2 separate regions of the Zea mays genome follow, and region 1 is linked to region 2. Evidence: chromatin contacts called from public Hi-C data. All regions are on one chromosome and are shown on one strand. Each heading gives the region's core, a stretch centred on a gene start, on an enhancer-like site or on the middle of the called end of the contact. The rest is flanking DNA. Distances are from core to core; before and after follow the strand shown. Region 1 holds the start of LOC542567 (aldehyde dehydrogenase 2). Region 2 holds the start of LOC100383935.

Region 1 (2,842 bases), core at 230-2,729, 310 kb before region 2:
GTTGAGGACCTGCCACGGCTGGTCGAAGTGGACGATCAGTTCCTTGGATGGTTGCTCGAGAACTGTTGCGCATCTTCTTATCATCTGCGGTGCGTACTAGAAGCCAACCAACTTTTCTGCATCCAGCCATCTAGGACCAGGCAGGAGCCCAACTTTCTTGTGACGACGGTCCTTGCTCGATGGATTGCCCAAGTCTGTCAGTCTGTCCGCGCATAAGCTCTACCTCTACGAGATTTTGGCCTTGCATACGCGGCCTGTCTTTCGGATTTGCTTTGCGCCTTGTCGAATTTTATTTGGCCGTATAGACCGATCAGTGTGGGCACGGTTCATTGTAGCTGGACTGCCTCCGCCCGCCCTCCACTGTGAGTTCCGGCTTTGTTTTTCACGTGAGCTCGCCATGAAAGGCTGTGGAACGATCTGTGCTGCTTACTCCACGCAGTACAGTACTTATGGCGACATCCGTCGTAATCGTCGAACCGGATTCGTCTTACTCATACGCTTCAGGATTCAAGAGCCACGAAAGCAAGAGTCGTCGTCGTGGATAAAGTAAATTACCTGACAATTCTTTTTTTTCCCTTGTTCGCACGTGGTGCAAGCTAAACTTTGCCCACCAATGTATGTTTTTATATATTTATCCTGAACAATTGGTTGCGACCGGGATTTAAAATGTTTTTATTCAACTCTACAGTTGAATGCTCGTGCATTAGACGACGGGCGGGCCCATGAGCTACGTCACCGACGAATACAACCAGATATCGAAAATAGCGAAAGGGGGAAAAGAATCCACGCTTGAGAACGAACTGCATGCGCGCGAAGTGAAACATTCGGCTGTACGTTCGTAGTGGAAAATAAAACTGGGCCAGAGCAATACCTGAAGATTTGGATGACAGATTTGAAACACGCTGGGGGGATATTTTTAGGGGTTGCTTGGTTTCTAGTGACTAATTTTTAGTCTTTCTATTTTATTCTCTAAATTACCAAATTCGGAAACTAAAACCCCCCTTAATTGGACTTTCTAGCCTACTTTAGCTTCCAATGTTTGCGTTCTAAAATTATCCCGCCCACCTTGTGGATTTGATAGGCAGAGCTCCTGCCGTTTTCGTTCAAAAAAAAATCCAATCATTTGTTTTTTTAGTATCATAAATATCAATCGCTTTTTTGTGAAAGACAAATACAAAAGCTTAATAGTCTTACAAATGTCTTTAAATCAATAAACCAAAAAAATTGTCTTAAAAAATTTTATGCAGTACATTTGTCTTTGTGGCGGCGATGGTCACCTACACGCTTGTGCTCCCATAACTGTCTAGTACTACTGATAGAGCACAACACTGTCATGCATTCCCATTCCTTTATTTATCTGGACGTGCGCCGTCAGCAAGATGGCAACTACTCCGGCGCTGTCACGCGACCCTGCTTCCCGTCCCGAGCTCGACGCTGGCCTGATATATAGCATTGGAGTTTGTTGGACCTTTGGTGGCTAGTCCCGTCCAAAAGAATCGCAACTCGCAAGGCAGCAGAGAGCGAAGGAGGCCAAGGCCATCGCTCTCCTAGCCTCGGAGACTTGCCTTTGCATACACATCCCCCCGGAGGGCGGTGTGAGGGCATGGCTGCAACCGTGAGGAGGGCTGCTTCCTCCGTCCTCTCTCGCTTCCTCCTCACAAAGCCTTCGCCTTCGCCTGCTTCTGCCGCCGGCAATAAGTCCGCTCTCCTCGGAGCAGGTGACGGTCTCTATGGACCCTATTATTTTCTTGGTTCATCTCTGCCCGTGATCGCAATCGAGCTCTGGTACTGGAACTGCAAGGGATGTCTTGGCTTGGCTTGGCTTACCATTTTCCTGTTGCCGTTTCAATCACCTTATCTCCGATAGATCACGCGCCTACCATGCGCCAACGAACTAGTTTGAAGCTACTAAGAAATTGTTCCGTCAGTCCATGGATTCTCCTTTCATCAGCGATTTGTGATTCACGCTCTCGCTGAAACTTTTGGCTCGACTCACTGGACGCGATCTGCTGCCAGGGGCTGCTGCTCTTCACAGGTTCAGCACCGCACCGGCATCCGCGGCCGCGGCCGCAGAGGAGCCGATCCAGCCCGCGGTGGAGGTGAAGCACACCCAGCTCCTCATCAATGGCAACTTCGTCGACGCTGCTTCTGGTACGTACGTACGTACGCACGCACAGCAAGCTTATTGCCTTGGGCCTGTCCTGCCGACGGCGTCTCAGCGACCGACGTGTGCCTTTCGCCAGGGAAGACGTTCCCGACGCTGGACCCGCGCACCGGCGAGGTCATCGCGCGCGTCGCCGAGGGCGACAGCGAGGACATCGACCGCGCCGTGGCCGCCGCCCGCAGGGCCTTCGACGAGGGCCCGTGGCCGAGGATGACCGCCTACGTACGTACGCGCGCAGCAGCAGAACCCGGCGCTGCCTCCATTCCATGTCGGTAGGGAGCTACACGCTGACGGACGGCAGCTCACGCATGGTTTTCAGGAGCGGTGCCGCGTGCTGCTGCGCTTCGCGGACCTGATCGAGCGGCACGCGGAGGAGGTCGCGGCGCTGGAGACGTGGGACAACGGCAAGACGCTGGCGCAGGCGGCGGGGGCCGAGGTGCCCATGGTGGCGCGGTGCGTCCGGTACTACGCCGGGTGGGCGGACAAGATCCACGGCCTGGTGGCGCCGGCCGACGGCGCGCACCACGTGCAGGTGCTGCACGAGCCGGTCGGCGTGGCCGGCCAGATCATCCCCTGGAACTTCCCGCTGCTCATGTTCGCCTGGAAGGTCGGCCCGGCGCTCGCCTGCGGCAACACCGTCGTCCTCAAGACCGCCGAGCAGACGCCGCTCTCCGCGCT
Region 2 (2,729 bases), core at 112-2,611:
ATTTCTTATCTCATCTTCTATTTTAAACCATATTATATAAATAATGTAATCTGCAGTATAAATCCTCTATTTTACACAATCTATTATGGACATTGTTACTACTGCTTGCCTCTTTCGTATAAAGGGCGTGTTTGGTGTGTGGCGTGTGGCGCCACTCCACACCTAAGTTGCGGCGGCCGAATCGGCCTCCACAACTGTGACGTGAAAAGTGTGGTCGGTGGCAGCGGCTTAGGCCAACTACCAAACACGCCCAAAGGCTTCTACTTCTAGTTATCAGGACTAAACACAACACACATATTTAGACGTCGGATATTATGATACCCAACAAACTAAACAAATATAAGAGCTCACCTATTTTTACTATGAGTACATCTCTAGTAGCTTATTCATCCTTATCTTTATATTCAAACTATACTCTATGAAAATACAGTCTACAGTGCAAAATAATGTTTTAGGTGACCATATAAATATATGGCTGAAACGGTTCTTATAGCATGAGTCCTGATCATCCGACACCAAAAAAATCATATATTTTTTATAACTTTTTAATTATTTAACAAAAATAAACATGAATAAATCTACTCCAGTCATATGTTATATGATTAACATAAAAATTGTACTATATATCAAGCATAAATGATTAGATCATTATAAAAATTATCACAATTGAACCACACAAAATATAGCTATGAATTAATCATAGAAATATATATATTTAGAAGCTATAGCAAAAACTTTATACTTAAATATAACCTATCATATGTTTAGTGTGTATACACCATGTAGAATCTAATAAATTTAGATTTTTATTTTATCATTTTCTATGGTATATTATAAATTTTTAAAAGATTTAGTCAAAATAAATATAAATATAAAAACACTTAGAAAAACCATATGTTCGGTTTTAGGAGATGATAGAGAAGTTGAGCGAGATTTTTTCCCAAATATAGTTGATCGGGTGTAAAATAGATTTTCTTTCTTTATTCTTAGTTCTTAAAGTATCTCCAAAAGACTATTTTTGGCTCTATATTTGACCATATATTTAATTTTTATAAAGATTACATTTTATATATAGCATCTTACTCCAACAGACTATCGATTTAATTTAGATATTCAGGTGACTAGCCAAATTTGATTAATAAGAAAGCTAATTTAGAGATTCAAATAGTTTGACGAGTTAGATAGTTAATCTGTTAGAAAGTTGTTTTAATATTTAGTAGTCAAAATTTAGCTTAATTGATTATTTAGCTAGTTTTTTGAAGATGCTATTAGTACTTGTGATTTGCAAAGGTGCCGCGTGGACCCGACCTGCCATTTTATAGCAACTTCAGTGAGTAAGCTTTCGCTAAAACCCTAGCTCCAAAAAACGAACTAGAAACGACCGCGAAGCCACAGGTCGAAGGCGGCGGCGGCGATGGGGAGCGACACGGAGACGGAGAAGAAGGCCTCGGTGGCGCTGATGTCCATCGCGAAACCCCTCGCTGGAAAGAAGCTCTGCAAGCGGACCCTCAAGCTCGTGCGACGAGGTTCGTCAGACTTTCTTCCTCGCCCACGCTCAATTAGATTCCGTGTTTGCCCCATTCGGTGATGTGATTTAGTTCTTGGTGAATTTGCAGCCTCCGAGGCGAAGTGCCTCAAGCGCGGAGTCAAAGAGGTAGTCAAGAGCATTCGCCGCGGGAACAAAGGGTAAGTCAAATCTAGCTGCGACGTATTCAGCTCTTCTCTTGGGCTGAGCTCCCTTGATCCCATAAACTGTCTAACCGAAGAAAAATATCTGGAGACATTCCTTCCAGCTACCCCTGATACGAAGGCTTACAGTACAACCATTATGTCATAATTTGGACTAAATAAAAATATGACCTAGAGCAGGAATGAGATAAGTCATGATGTAGGATAGCAATATGCAAGGAGACAACTATATCATACATGGTCCAGTGAGCCTAACCTATTTAGAAGAATGTGATGCCCATTGATCACGCAGTGGTGCATATTTATATTTTAAATCCTTTCTACTGGGTATCCCCTCTCCTCCATAGCTTTGATGTGTCGACTTCTTTTATGGGAGATTGGTACCCCCCCCCTCTCTCTCTTCTCTGGTGGGTGGAGGCAATCGGCAGACATGAACAGGTGCATGTGGCCAAGGAAACCGGTCAAAGCAGTTAGACTACTGAGATTTTAATGGCACTTAGAGCATCTCCAACGGCTCTTGATTTATTAGCTCCTAATACCTTCAGATTGGAAGCTTCCTAACAACATTTAGATCCAAATAAAAACCATTCTCCAACGGATTCCTATATATCTCCCAAAAAACATTGTAACTACTCCTGCCCGCACCGCATCTGTTCTCTTTCCTTCCGTCATCTCCTTTTTGCTCTGTCCGTCAGCGAGAGTATGAAAAAGTTTTATCTTAGATTGCGAAACTACCTCAGCGAGACCCAACGAAAACAAGATTTCCCAAATGAATGCCTCCAAAACATTGCAAGAAAGGGGAAAAAAGGAGAGCGCAAGGTGCAACTGCTCTTTGACCCAGTGCTTTTCATTCTTGTTCCTGTTCCTTCACGTCTAATTCCCCCATGGAACACTGGTTGGGGAGGACTCTGCTGCAAGTGAAGGATGATCTGACGTCTACAGAAACACAGGTCATGGATTGGTGACAGGAATAAATGCAAGAACGAAATGATCCCAGAACGCGACGGAGGCGGTGAGAGGTGCACAGCGCGGTGTGCGAG

What was found. Hi-C and Micro-C count contacts between places; a contact is called where the count stands out from the background.
Region 1: a contact with region 2 is called in a Hi-C map of leaf, with 3 times the contacts expected there. The contact joins the promoter of LOC542567 here to the promoter of LOC100383935 in region 2. A contact is called at or near these places in 2 of 25 Hi-C or Micro-C datasets (leaf and tassel).

Annotation. Positions count from the first base shown.
Region 1 is chr4:171,054,078-171,056,919 of Zm-B73-REFERENCE-NAM-5.0, reverse strand. LOC542567 (aldehyde dehydrogenase 2) reads left to right here and starts at 1,479. Exons shown (of 9, transcript NM_001112106.2): 1 at 1,479-1,718; 2 at 2,017-2,151; 3 at 2,244-2,386; 4 at 2,484-2,842. The coding sequence starts at 1,604.
Region 2 is chr4:170,746,525-170,749,253 of Zm-B73-REFERENCE-NAM-5.0, reverse strand. It overlaps LOC100383935, which reads left to right and starts at 1,361. Exons shown (of 4, transcript NM_001176554.1): 1 at 1,361-1,526; 2 at 1,617-1,686. The coding sequence starts at 1,415.